Regions from separate parts of the Anser cygnoides genome. Here all the other regions are linked to region 3. Evidence: chromatin contacts called from public Hi-C data. All regions are on one chromosome and are shown on one strand. Each heading gives the region's core, a stretch centred on a gene start, on an enhancer-like site or on the middle of the called end of the contact. The rest is flanking DNA. Distances are from core to core; before and after follow the strand shown. Region 1 overlaps SPEN (spen family transcriptional repressor). Region 2 holds the start of PLEKHM2 (pleckstrin homology and RUN domain containing M2). Region 3 has its middle 9.9 kb from the start of FBLIM1.

Region 1 (4,719 bases), core at 53-2,552, 38 kb after region 3:
GATTTCCTTCTGCCCTCTTTTTTTAAGGTGCTTATTTGGTTGTCTGATGTTGAGGATATTGGAGGATACTGATTTACTAGATGAATAATTGGCTATAGCTTGTACCATAAAGTAGAGCTTTCTGTGGAGTTCTAAAAGCAAATGCAACATAGATGTAAAGTTTCATCAAGATTTAGGAGAGCGTAGTCATTCTTGAAGTGCTGAATTAAAACTGTTGTAAGAAGTTGCAGACAGATGTCTGGAAATGGATTTTTTCCATGGTTGTGACATCTATACTTAAAGTTCTAATGACGAATGGGCAAGGCTTTCATAAAGTAATTAGATGTTGTGTTTTTTTAATCAGATTAATCTGTGATGAAATATTTTCTGGAGCGATGAGTTACAGTTCGGAATACGTATGTGTTATTTTGTGTGTCTTAATATTGAAATAAACTGATGAAAAATGCTGCCAAGAGAATTTTAATGATGGGAAAAACAGGCTCTGTGAACCCTCCCATGGAGGCTCCCATGTATTTTATTTGTTGGGGGGTTCTTAGTGCATTTAAACAACTGAAGTGAAAGCAGAAAGTGAATTTGGTTTCATTACATAATGTGGACCTTTCCCTCCCATTGTCTTCACCTCCTCTTTTCCGCTCAGTTTGTCTGCCAGCAAGTGATGAATCACGGACTTAGAGGGGAGATTTCGGGTTTTTGAGTGGGTTGAGAGATGCCTCTGGTGGGGACAGCTGAAAAATAAGGAGAAGTAAGTTAAAGGCAGCTGTTGAGTCTTGGTTTAATAATCTGTGAGGTGGCCTTTGCTGACGTTAAATAATTGCACATAAATTTTGTACTGAAAAGGCACCGCAGAGATAGCCTGAGTGTTTTGGATCTCTCTTCCAGTAGGGTGAAAAGCTTCAGGGGTTGAGCACATTCCTGCTTGTATGGGAAACAGAACTGGGTTCAGATTAAAAACAAAACAAAAAAATTCCACGGAGTAGAAAGCCTCCTTTTATAATACCACAAAGGTAACAGTAAATCCCAGTAAGAGCCTGGCGAAACACCTCGTCTTTTCCTTTTGTTCACATCCAGCCGTGTACTGCTTTGATCCCTCTGTAGAGGGAAGTGCGAATCATGGAAAATTAAAAAATGTGACTGAAACCGTCTCAGGGTTTTGTCACTGGCTGCCTGGCAGTTTCACTTCGTCCTTCGGCGTTGCTGCTCGTGGCCGCTCGTCTAAATATAACCGGCAGTGGCCTCTCGCGCGCTCTCACCTCTGGGAGCGCGTCGGATTTCTCGAAACCGCTTTGTGCAGCGGGAGGTATGGCCGTGCTGCGGGGCTCGGAAGACACGCACGCAGCCCTCCCTCAGCGCCCAGCACGCTGCCGCCATGCCGCCCACGACTGAGGCAGGATCAGGCCCGCGGCCTTGTGCTGAGCACTGGGTGCTGGCAGGCCTGCCTCGGCCATACTGCGAGGGGCCAGAGGGGCCGAGGGGGGGGGGCTCAGTCGTGCCTCAGAACCGGTCTGAGCCGGCGGCGGCCGGCTGGGCCCCGCACTGTGCCGTACTGTGCCGCGCCGCCCCCGGGGCGGGCTTCCCGCCCGGCCGATGGAAATGGCGCCTGTGGGCCTGAGGGAGCGAAGGCCGCCTCGCCTCGCGGGGCTGCGCGCCCGGCCCTGCCGCTGCGGGTGGGTGGGTTCTGGCCCTGCAAACTCGGCCGCCCGAGGCTCTTGCCCAGCCCTGTGACAGGACCCCTGCGCAGTGGGGTGGGTGGGATGCGGTGGAAAGAAAAAAACATCTTGAAACACCCCCTGAAATTCTTCCTGTGTAATAAAATCCTTAAACATGTTCACATCGTCGTGTTTGAATGTGGTTTTGCATGCTGCCAAAGAACCGTGGACATTTTGCTGCAATTAATACCCCCCCCCCCCCCCCAGCGGTCCCGATAATAACTGTTAATTGCTGGCTCAAAATAACAGAGCAATTAAGCCCCTTCGTAAATTTGCAGGAGTTGATCTAAATCTGGTCTGTCAGCGTGTGTGTGTGTAAGTTTCGTTTCTGCAGCAGGGCCCAGAAGTTTATCTGCTGCTGCCGCCTTTTCCAAGTGCATTGGATTTCTCTAAAGGCGGAGAAGGGTTGCCCTCTTTCGTTAATTTAAATTTCACGTTGGGAGTCTTTAAAGTGCATTGTGTGGGGCTGGAAGCAAAGGAAGAGGGTCCTGCAAAAGTACCTCTGTTATAACAATGACAACTATTTTGATTGTCTCCGATGACTTCACTATTTTGCATCCCATTAAAGAGATTTTATTTTTAATGCTGTAAGGCTGCTTGCAATCAGATCAGTCTTTGCTTAGCACATTTGAGGTTGAGTACAGGGATGGTGGCAGCTGAATCCAGAACCTTGTGTGAACTTTCCTTATCCTCAGCTTCCTGTGCTGGGGAGGAATACTTGCCGTGTTGCAAAAATGACATTTCCAAATCACCTGTAGACAGCGGCAGGTCCGTAGGAGCAGGAGTCTGCTGTGATGGTTGGCGATATCAGGTCTTCTACCCTGGTTTTCAGGAACGGTGGGCAAAACCTGAGCCGTACCGAAAGCTTTGCTCCCGCAGGCATCACGGGAGACATTGTCCTCATGAGTTTTGTGCTGCATGTTTCCTTGTCCCTGTGCACGCCATGGGAGCCTGGATTTCCTTCCCAGAGGTGTGCTGAGGCCCGAGGAAGGGCTGGTTTTGTTGGTAGATGGGGTTTGACTTCGGGTTTGTGTGCGCGTATTAACAAAATGGTCACTTCTAATTGCGTTTTTAAGGCTTTGATTTCCTTCCAAGTATTTTGCTTAATCATCTTGAGTAGGCTGAGGGAAATAAAGAATTAGCTGAGGTCAGGGAAGTTGAAGCTGCCTGTGTTACTTCTCAGAAGCAAGGCTTAGTCTGAGGGATGCTAAGGGCAGGAAGGAATCAGCCTCCTCTTCTTTTCCTGCAGTACTCTGTAAGAGCAAGGGAAATCAAAACCCCCCAAAAGCCAAACGAAACAGGGAAACCACCAAGTGCGATAGGCTCCACAGCACTGGGTACCTCCCTCTGTGTCAGTGGGCCAGATTCCTCTTTCTTGGAGAGAAATAAGTCTAGGATGTGAATCATGGTTAGAATAGATGAGAGGCATCGTAGTCTAGAAGTGCCTGCTCGTCTACACGGATGATGAAGAGCGTCTAGACAGCTCAGATGGAGACACAGGCATTACAGGCACCAAAAGGTAGGGGAGAGAATTCCCATCGTAAAGACCTTTGGAATAATAAGCAGTTTCATAATTTCTAATGAATATTCACATGGGGGAATGAATAGAAAAAGAGGAAGGCTGTATTGAATGCTTCCTGAAGAAATACCAGTCATTATGATGATCAAAGGAAAAATCCAGCCGGCGTCTATGTTCAGTCATACTTATTTCCATTAAAGCATAGACACGGTGTCCCTTCGCATCTTAAAGGTCGAAGATGCAAATGCAGTGATTTGTTTTTTCCTAAGGAGAATTTTTTTGGCTCTGCCAGAGGTGTGGATGCAGGCACTGTGGTACCTTCCTGGCCTTAAAAACTAAAGGGCCAGGAAAACAGCTCTCTTTGAAGCATATTTGAGAGACCTTGGCATTAACCTTAAAAACAACTTTAGGCAGAACATGCTGTGTGCAAACTAAGGTGACCTGGATGTGGATTAATGGCAAATAAACCTTACTGGGAAAAAAACAGTATATCCCCCCTCGATCGTTACCCATTGAATTAACTGTGTAACTGATGCACTTAGATGTGCCCTCAACTTCCAAGCATCAAGCATAGTCTGTGACTCTGCTAGTGCCGAAACCACTAATGGTGGCATCGGGGTTTTAAGCATGAAAGCTTTGCAGCGAGCGATTAGATAGCCCTCTGCAGATCCTTACGGTCTGCTGGGAATGCTGTGTTTACAAGTGGAAAGTCCCAGTCTGGGAGAAGTGAGGGCTTCAAAGTTGTATGAAGGGGGAAATAATTTATGTGTGCCAGGGCATAGTCCTAGTTTTTTAAATGTCATTTTTAGTATGACTGCCTGTTTTGCTTAAGGGAAGCAAAAGATGGGTTTCCAAAAGGAAGAGGAGGGAAATGTACTGCGTAGATGGTATAATAATAAAAATTGGAGAACCTTGCATTATTTATTAAATGCTTAACTGATATGAGAACAAAAGTAGCCCTTGGAGTGTTCCTGGCATTAATGAGACTTCTCTGTGAATCCTTCCTTCTTGACAAGATTCTGGTGATAAAAGTAGGGAGACCTGATTTTTCTTTACTGAGACCTGCTGGATTTAGAAACGAACACCCCGTCTAAACAGACGAAGGTGAAATGTGGAGCCTTTCAAATACATCTCTTTGAAAAACGTCTTGAGTTCAGTGTGCAGTTCCTCTATTTAGCTCAAGGCAACGATTTCAGCTAGAAGACGCTTAAAAATCGAGGATGGCATCAAGAGCACCTTTTGGAGAATCCTTTCTGTGAGAGGGAGGTGGTTTTCAGGGCAGTTTCATCATTTGTCCCACAGGTGCTTTGTATTTTCCAGATGCCCAGAAACCTGGGCAAAAATCAAAAAAAAATCATCAAACTTCAGGAGTCAGGAGCGTAGTTAAGGTGCACGTCAAGCTGATCCTGGCAATGAGGACGTTAACATAATTTATTATCTCTCGTCCATTTGAGAGTATAAAACGTCAAAGGCGTTTCTAGTCCGCCGTGTGAT
Region 2 (4,284 bases), core at 1,330-3,829, 48 kb before region 3:
GTAAGGCCCAGCTATGCCAAACCTGGACAGAGAAGCTGCAGTCAAAGCTAACAATGTCTTTGTGCTTGCGTGGGAAGCAGGACAAGGGCTTGGAGTAGAACAGGTACTTGGGGCATTCAAAACATCCAGGAAAACTGTAGAAGACCAGGAAGTCTATACTATGGGATTTTACAGTTACATATGCTGTGCTGTGTCTAGTGCCTTCAGAGCAATCAGGAATGCAAACAGCACTTCACTGCTGGCTGGTGCTGTGCAGCATGCTTTCCTTGTACCTCAATCATGCTTTAAATGCTAAAGTATACCAGTAAATAATGAAATTGTGTTGGCTCTGGTTTGGCTTCTACAAAGGGGCTGACACTAGCTTGCTGGTCTCTCCAGCATCCTTTTAGGGATCAGACTCAGATGTTGCATGCCCAGGTCTGCTACTCAGTAGCTGTGTGCACTTTTTTTAGTGGGGTTCTGACCCTCTGTAATGTCCCACGTGAGCTTACCTTGTTCTGGTCGTGACCATTCAGCAGGAGAGCCCTCGCTTCCTTCCGTGTGTGCTGAGAATCTGCAGTCACAAGCTCTGATCCTTTTGGGGGCTTGCACGGTGCACTGATTCTGTTTCTCCTGCTGCTGGTGGGCTTGGGGGGAGCTGAGAAAAATAAGAGTTCTATGCTTTGGCTCTGTTTTAACCCAAGTGCATATGAATTGCGCTCTCTTTCGTTCCCTGGGAGTTTCTCCCACAGTTTCCAAAGCTGTTAAACTGGCTGGGCTGTTCCCGCAGCAGCTGCAGGAAAGGCCAGACTTGACCTGGCACGTCAGCTCTGGCTCAGCCCATCCCTTCCCTCCCAGCAGGTTATTTACAGAGGAAGTGTTGTGAATGGTGCAGGGAATGCGCTTGTGGAGAGCTGCTGGCTTTTCCTTTTTTTAACTGCTTTTACTTTCAGTTCTATTTTCAGTTATTAGCATTGAATGTTGCATCAGAGCCTTTCACCTGAATCTCAAGAGTAGGGTTTATTACTAATTCTATCTTTTATTTCTTTATCCTCCCTTTCTAGGAGCAGTTGGGCTTAACTGCTGCACCCTGCACCAACTCCTCACTCTGTCCCATGATGGCTATTGGGGCTTGTATTTATTTGTTCCCAGCCCTCCAAAACAGCTGCTGCTTGTGTTTTCACGTTTGCGGACTCATCTTACAAATTTCCTTCTCTACAGACTGATGATCAGTTGTGTGACTGCTTTTGGCTCCTACCAGGGCCCACCACATTGATAAATGACATTGATGTGTTGACGGGCTGGTATTAAAAGGCTGCTGAACAGCAGTGGGAGATGGGCAATGGGTTTTGATGCTTTTTTCATTGGGACCCTTAGCCTGATCCCCCGTGGTGGTGGCAGGCAGGGGCCCACGCAGGTTTGGCCTCTGAGGGACATTCATCTGGCCCATTTTAGGCCCCACGTTGCCAAGCGACCATGTGCACAAACCTTAGGAGAGCAAAGAGATGGGATCCTGTATTTATCTCTGTTTTTGCTGGAGATGCATGCTGCAGGACGAGAGGAAGCTTTGCTGTGGCCCTTGGTGGTTGGGTGCTACGCGGACCTGCTGTTTTTCCCTCACATCACTAAGTAGTGACACAAAACGTCACTTTCTGTTGACACTGGCCCCTGCCAGGCCCTGAAGCACAGCAAGGCCATGGGGCATGCAGGGGGGTCTGGCAGCCACCTTGCCTTGTGTTCCCAGGCTGGGGGACACAACGCTCCCCACCCCTTGACCCCTCACTGGGCCCCCAGTTGACATCTTCCCCACAAGTCCCCTCAGAGGGCTGCACGGGACCCAGCACTGTCACCCTGTATCCCCTCATCTCCCTGACGTCCCCTCGTTGGGTCCAACACCATCTCCCCTCCCTGCACCCAACGCCATTTCCCCTCACGCCCCCTTACTGAGGCCAGGGCCACGAGGGACCCGGTGCCCCCTCCCCACAAGTCCCCTCACAGGGTCCAACGCAGTTGCTCCTCGTGTCCCCTCCGCCATCTCCCCTTCACTGGGTCCTTCACTGTCCCCTTGTGCCCCCTAACCGAGCCCAGGGTCAGGAGGGACCTAACGCCACCTCCCCTCCCGCACCCAGTGTCATCTTCACTCGTGTGCCCTTGCTGAGCCCAGAGCTATGAGGGACCCAGCACCCTCTCCCCCCATCCTCCTCACGTCACCTCACTGTGCCCAGCACCACCGCCCCTCGCGTCCCCTCACCAACTACCCAACCGTTCCCCTCGTGTCCGCTGCCTTCATGCAGGGCCGTCAGGGACCCAGCGCCAGCCCCTTGCTCCCCCCCTCATCCCCTCGCCCCCCGCCCCGTTCTCCTCGGGGCCGCCATTTGGGGCGGGGGCGGCACCGCTGGGCTCCGGGAGGCGGGCGCCGGCTGCGGGGCGGGCCGGGCCCTTCTCCTCCCCCCTGACCTCAGATCCTGGCGGAGCGCGGCGCCGTCACGAGTGCGGCCCGGCCCCGCTCCGCTCGGCCCCGCTGCGCTCCCTCCTTCCCCGCCGGCCCCGCTTCGCCGTGAGGGGCCCCGGCGCGGCCATGGAGCGCTGAAGCGGCGGCGGCCGCCACCCCGCAGCCGGCGGGCCGGGCCGGGGCCGGGCCGGGGCAGCCGGCAGGACGGAGCCGGCCGGCGGGGGGCGGCGGGGCGGCGAGCGGGCCCGGCGGGCGGCCCGGCCCTCGGGTTCCGCCGGGCGGGCGCGGCGGCGGAGGGCGGCGGGAGCCGGCGCCATGGAGCCGGCGGAGGTGAAGGACCGCATCCTGGAGAACATCTCCCTCTCCGTCAAGAAGGTGGGCGGTGGGGCGGCCCCTCCCCGGCCGGGGCGGCCCTGGGGACCCCCCCCCCTCCGCTAAATTGCGGCCGGGGGGCCCCGCCGTGGGGCTGGGGGGAGGTCGTCCCACACACCCCCGCTCCCCCGGACATCTCTGACATCCCTGCGGGACCGCCCCCGCCCGAGGCGCGGGTCTGGGGTCGCCGCTTTGTGACAGGACCGCGGGGGGAGGATGCGTTTAGGGGTTCATCTGTGTGGGGATGCCCCGAGGGACCCCCGGGCTGGGAGTCTGAGGTTGGAGGTGTCCTTTTTGCTGGTGCTGTGGGGCCAAGGACACCCCCGAGGAACCCAGTCAGTGGGGTTGAGGGGCCCCCTGGCAGAGGGGGGGCTTGGTCATCCCTCCTGCACCCCCCAAAGGGATGCAGCCGGGGTTACCCCGGGGCCTCCTCTGTGTCCCTGCTGTCAGGGACGTGCGGGGGTTCCCCGTGGGGCTCCCAATTCCAGGCTGGGGTTTCCCTTTTCACGGGGACCTCCTCTGTGTCTGGGGCAGTCAGAGAGTGGGAAGTTCTGGGCTGGGGCCTTGCTTTTTGTCCTTCCTGGCCCAACCGTGAGCTCTGGCCTTGTTAGAGAAAGGCCAGCAACCGCAAGCTGCGTTGGGGGGGAGCGAAGGCAGCCTTGTTTCAGTTTTCATTCCAAGTCCTGGGGGAAAGGAGGCCTTCTGGACTTGCTGACATTTCTCCAGTTACTGGGCTCCTGCTGCCTTTTGAAATTGGCGTTTTTCTGTGATCTGCAACGTGTCCTGACACAGATTCACCCATGAAAACTTGTTATAAGAAGACTATCATGAGTGAATTTCCAGCACAATTAAGGAAGGGATGATTTGACATTACCTCCTGGATGTAGGATGGATGCGCAAACCTCTCCCATCCTCTCTCTTTTCCTCTGTCGGTGAGCCTGTCCTCTGGTTTCCATCCTTAATTTTTAAAGGACATTCATTTTTAGGGTGAATCCCTTATCTACCTGGAAATGACGGGATGTTCGTCTGGCTCCAAGCTCTGTTATGATACTCTGAAGCTCTGACCTTGCTACCTCAGTTTCCCCATGTACATAAGGATACGCTAGTTTCCACTCAGGGTTTGTTGGACGCAATTTATTTACATCCAGAAAGTCTTTGGGATCCTTCTTTGGAAATGCTGTAAAATCAACATGGTGGGGTTTTTGGTTATTATTGTACTTGAGGAAGGCTCCTTGTCTACAGCTCTGCCAAGACATCTCTGCCTTGACCTGCACTGATCTCCGCCAACTGCTGTCTTGGTCTAGCAGCGAAGAGGGATTTTTGGATTTTTCAGTCCTGCCAGTTTGCTTTCCTGTTCAGTTCCAAGTAGGAAAGCTCAGGGAAACGAAGGAGACATCAGGCTGATGGACCTATTAATACCATCCCGGTGAAACCAAGCTCAACCACATGGCAAAAGTCCAGCACTGGCACACCCCTGTGTT
Region 3 (4,407 bases), core at 9-2,508:
AAAAAAAAAAAAACAAACACCGTGCACTATTCTCCTTTTTTTCCAGTCTCCCTGCAAAAGCAAGCCATCCAGGCTGAGATATGTTTATGGGAGGATCCCAAAGCAGGATCAGGCTAGGATTGTCACCTAAATACCCAGTGCTGGGATTTATTTTTAACACATACAGTGTTTTTGATACGCAAGGCGAAATCGATGCAGCCTGTTATGCAAGCATGTTACCAGCCTGCAAATTATACGCTGTTAAAAAAAAAAGGGAAAAAAAAACCACCACCCTATTTCTGAAAATAGATGCATAGCACATGTCTGCAAGCAGGGCTTTGACATTTTATATCCCAGCTTTACTTCATCGCATCAGTGGCAATTACAGCATCCTGCAGCCCCGTTTCCTGGCTGTGAATTAACGATTTTCACTTGGACCTGACTTCAAGCAGCTTATGTTTCTTCTTTATTTTGCAGGGGTGTTGATTAGAGCCCATAGGTGTGGGATTTTGTTGAAAAAAAAATATATGTAAAGCCTGGGATAGATTTCTCTCGGGGGTAATGCTGCATTTTGCAGCAGCGGGGCGTTTGTCAGGGCAGCTCATTGACCTCGGTGATTTATCACTGGAGGCATGAGGCGGGGGGGATATCTCCTAAAAATAAATATATCCCTTAATTCTCCGTGCGGCTAAACTTTCCCTCACGGCCCAGCCGGGGGAACAGACTTTAATCTCCTTTATGCGCCCCTGCAGATGGCTTCGTCCGAGGCAGGAGTGTGCTGAGACGATCGGCCTCGTCCCTCCGCCGCCGGCCGCCTCCCTTTCTCGCCGACCCTGGCGTTTTAAGGGCACCACGTAGCCTCCCCATTTTGCGGACGGAAGAAAAAAAAAATAGAAAAAGGAGGATATTTGCCTCACAAAGGAGGGAGGAGGAGGGGGCCGGGGGCTGCCCGCCTCAGGCACCAGCGCGCCGCCTCGGCCGCGCGTGGCGGCCGCCCGCGGTACTGCAGGAGCCGCCCCGCCCGCCGCTCGCTTCACAAAATGGCCGCCCGGCCAGGCCAGGGCGAGCGGCGCCCAGGCGACAAAATGGCGCCGGGCGGGCAGCGGGGGGAAGGACGGGCGGCGCGGGGCCGGGGCGGCGAGCGTGGGCAAAGCCGTGCCAGGAGCACGGCCGAGCGGCCCCCCCCCGGCGTGCGGGGCCCCTCCAGGCGGGCTGTGAAAGCGCTGCGGGTGAAACCCGAGCTCCCCCCGCGCCTTCCTCACGCACCCCCCTTCTCCCCTCCGCCTTTGCAAAAGGACGCGAAAATGCCCGGAGATGTGCGTTTCCACTCGGCCTCGGGGGCGGCTTCGGCCTCCCCCCGCCGCCATCGCCCCCGTGGTCCCTCCACGCCACAGCCCGCCAGCACCGACCCATTTGGGGCGTTTTTTCCCTCAGAGCGTGAAGATTTTGGGGCCAGAATTGCTCTTTCCACCACCCCCTCCACACACACACACGCACCCCAAGGTGGGTAGTTCTATGCCTAATTCTTTCTCCTCCACTGCTTTTTCTCCTTCGCAGGGGTTGAAGCCACCGCCTCTCGCTCTCCTCACAGCGTGGAAAATGCCCAAACGTGATTATAAAAAAAAAAAAAAAAAAAAAAAGGCACCGAAAACCCAAAACACCCGAGGAGTGATTTATCTGCAGAGCTGGAGGGGCGCGGGGAAGAAGCCGCTGCTTGCCTGGCTCCGCACGACAGCCTGCCCGCCATTCGGGTAATTAAAAGCATATACTTGGTGTGATCAGACGTGGTAATACCGTAAAAAAACACCCCGTCACATCCAAATGCTCGCTGGAGGCTGCAGCCAAGGTACCACGTACGCTTCTTTCTTTCTTTTTCTTTTTTTTTTTTTTTTTCAGTTAATGCTGTCTTACCTTTCTCTGCACCACAGTATTGTTACATTATAACATTGCCCCTGCTTTGTTAAAAACCACACACCTAAAATACTACTACAATTTTTTTTTCTTTTTTTTTTTCTTTTTTTCCCTAGAATTACGGATTTAGGCCCATACAGATGTTCTTTTATTTCTACATATATCTATATTTATATATGTCCTTCTTCCAAGGACAGATTACAGAATATAAAACAAAAGCCACACACCTAAAACACTATGATTTAATTACATATAATTACTCCATTTTTGGCCCGTATATATGTTTGATTTTATATTTATATATATATATTACCTGTGTTTTCCTCCATTGGCTTTCTACTACAATATATCCTAAAAGCAGAAGAAAAAAATGCCATCATAAAAAAGAAAAAAAGGAAAAAAAGAAAAAAGCAACCCATTTCTTTTTAACAGTCCATGATGGAAGTTTGTGCCTGAATGTTTTATTTGTTCCACAGAGATGTAGATTTTTCCATGGGATATTTGGGGAGGATTTTTTTTTAATTAAAAGAGAAAAATAAAAAATGAAAACAATGAAACAGAACCAAAAATGGAAAAAAAAAAATAGAAAAACAAACCCCAGTAACTGAAGCTGCAAATGCAATCAAATAGTCCAGATCAGACAATTCATTGTACCGAAAAGAGAGGACAAATTAGTTCAACTTAAGTGGCAGGGCTTTGCTGTAGCTCCGGGAGGAGGGATCAGCTCCTTTATTCCACCATCTAGCGCTCCAAACACCACCATTTTTTGTGCTTTTGTGTTGGTGCGTTTTGTTTCCAGCCACGCAGGCTGCAAACCCCGCCGCGCCGGGCACATACGGTGTACACAGAGATTTTGTGCACGCAGGCAGAGCCGTGCCCCGGTCCTTGTGCATTCCTTTCCCTTTTATTATCTGCTCTACGGCTCGCTCTTTTTTTTTTTTTTTTTTTTTTCTTTTTCCCCTCTGTGGGTAGGAAGGCTTCTCTCCTCTCCCCAGCTTGGCTGCTTATTCCAGAAGTTTCTACAGCGGAGGAAATTGCACGGGGGAGGGGAGCACCCACTGCGGAGCCTTTGCCGCAGCGCCGGGCAGGCGTGGTCCTGCCGCCGGGGGAGGAGGAGGAGGAGGAGGAGGAGGAGGAGGAGGATGCACCACCTCCCTCCCTCCCTCCCTCCCTCCCCGGTTCGGAGGGGCTCTGGCGGCTCGCAGCCTCTTTCCGAGCCTCTCCCCCCTGCTACATCTCCCCATCCTTGAAGGGGGTGCTGGGAGGTGTTTGCAAGGCTTTTTTTTTTTTTCTTTCCTTTTTTTTTTTTTCCTTCCCTTCCCCCCTCCCCCTTTGCTAAATAAATTAAAAGCAGAGATGTCTCCTGATGGAGATGGATGAGGCTGGGCTTACAGCAATGGGGTTGCTCGCTTGCATGCGCTGCTGCAGCCTTGATCTGCGGAGCAAGGCTTTGCTGCTGATGGCAGAAGTGACCTTTCCCAGGCGGTGGGAGAGAGGCTTCCCCTCTCCCCAACGTGCTTCTGCTTGGAATTCATTTTAAATAGCAGCGTTATTATTTTTTATCCCCCCCAGCCCCCCCCGAACAGCTTGCTGTTTCAATGATTTTTTTTTTTTTTCGGTATCCTGTGGGTTGAAGCTTCCTCATGATCGTTTTTTGTGTGTGTGTGTGTGTGCGCGCTTTGAATTGCATTTTAAAATTGCCCAGCTGGAGACAAGTCTTGATTAGAGCTGGAACAATAGCTCCATTTTATTAATAATGGGAAGGATTTACAATTCTACAGCACCTTCCTTGGAAGGCTTTCAAAATCATTTGCAAACACACACAAATTTAAGCTTTCACAGCTCTGCCTGTGAGGTGGGTAAGTATTTTAATAGTGCCACCGAAAATCACATAGACCTGGAATCGGTGGCAAATCTCCATTTCTGAGTGCTAGAATAATGACAGATCTGGTGGGTTTTAGGGCTGCAAAGCTGGGAGGGGGTAGGTTGGTATGCGGGATGGATAAAAGCGGTAACCTAAATCTGTTTAGTGTTCTCTGTAGATGCAGAGTATTTTGCTGTGTCCTGGGAACTGGGCTGTTATTTCTCAGCCTGCTCCACGCAAGCGACCCTTCCTTCTTGCTCTTTGCCGGAGTGAAGATGTGGACTTGCCTGCTTGTCAGTAAACATCTGCTTATAGATTTTTATTTCTTTAATTCATTACCTTTTTGTAGTCCCCAGGTGACCTCCTTTAGTGCTGGCTCCACTGTGATTTGACCACAGCTTTGCATTAAAGCAGGCTGTGAGCGCTAATGTGTCTCCATGCAAGCCAGAATGACCTTGCCTGGGGGACTGGGCCCACCAAGCTAATGCAGATGCTCCGCTTCTATTGCACAACCCTGCATGCAGCTTTTTTCTGCACATCCCTTCCCTGACCCAGGTAGCGCAGGGGACTGTTGCAATCGTATGGGTGAAAGCTGTCTTCTGCTGTAATTTTTTCTCCTCCTAGGGAAATGCAAGATTATTTGTGTAATTCCC

The links. A called contact is a pair of places that touch in the nucleus more often than the background predicts.
Region 1: a contact with region 3 is called in a Hi-C map of liver, with 4 times the contacts expected there. The contact joins two enhancer-like sites. A contact is called at or near these places in 4 of 7 Hi-C or Micro-C datasets (fetal liver, granulosa cells and liver).
Region 2: a Hi-C map of liver shows a contact between it and region 3, with 5 times the contacts expected there. The contact joins the promoter of PLEKHM2 here to the enhancer-like site in region 3. A contact is called at or near these places in 2 of 7 Hi-C or Micro-C datasets (both in liver).

The regions. Positions count from the first base shown.
Region 1 is chr23:849,824-854,542 of Taihu_goose_T2T_genome, forward strand. The region is part of intron 3 of SPEN (spen family transcriptional repressor); the gene reads left to right. Among named protein-coding and RNA genes, the nearest start is that of SPEN, 28 kb to the left of the region's middle. Within about 2 kb of position 1,303, at least 3 of the 3 cell types and tissues checked have open chromatin away from gene starts, as enhancers often do. A contact at or near this core is called in fetal liver and liver, where this site is marked.
Region 2 is chr23:762,956-767,239 of Taihu_goose_T2T_genome, forward strand. It overlaps PLEKHM2 (pleckstrin homology and RUN domain containing M2), which reads left to right and starts at 2,580. Exons shown (of 19, transcript XM_066981975.1): 1 at 2,580-2,806. The coding sequence starts at 2,747. LOC136786857 (a long non-coding RNA gene) reads right to left here and starts at 2,384. Exons shown (of 6, transcript XR_010826321.1): 1 at 1,468-2,384; 2 at 492-637.
Region 3 is chr23:811,778-816,184 of Taihu_goose_T2T_genome, forward strand. No RefSeq gene overlaps it. Among named protein-coding and RNA genes, the nearest start is that of FBLIM1, 9.9 kb to the left of the region's middle. Within about 2 kb of position 1,259, at least 3 of the 3 cell types and tissues checked have open chromatin away from gene starts, as enhancers often do. A contact at or near this core is called in fetal liver and liver, where this site is marked.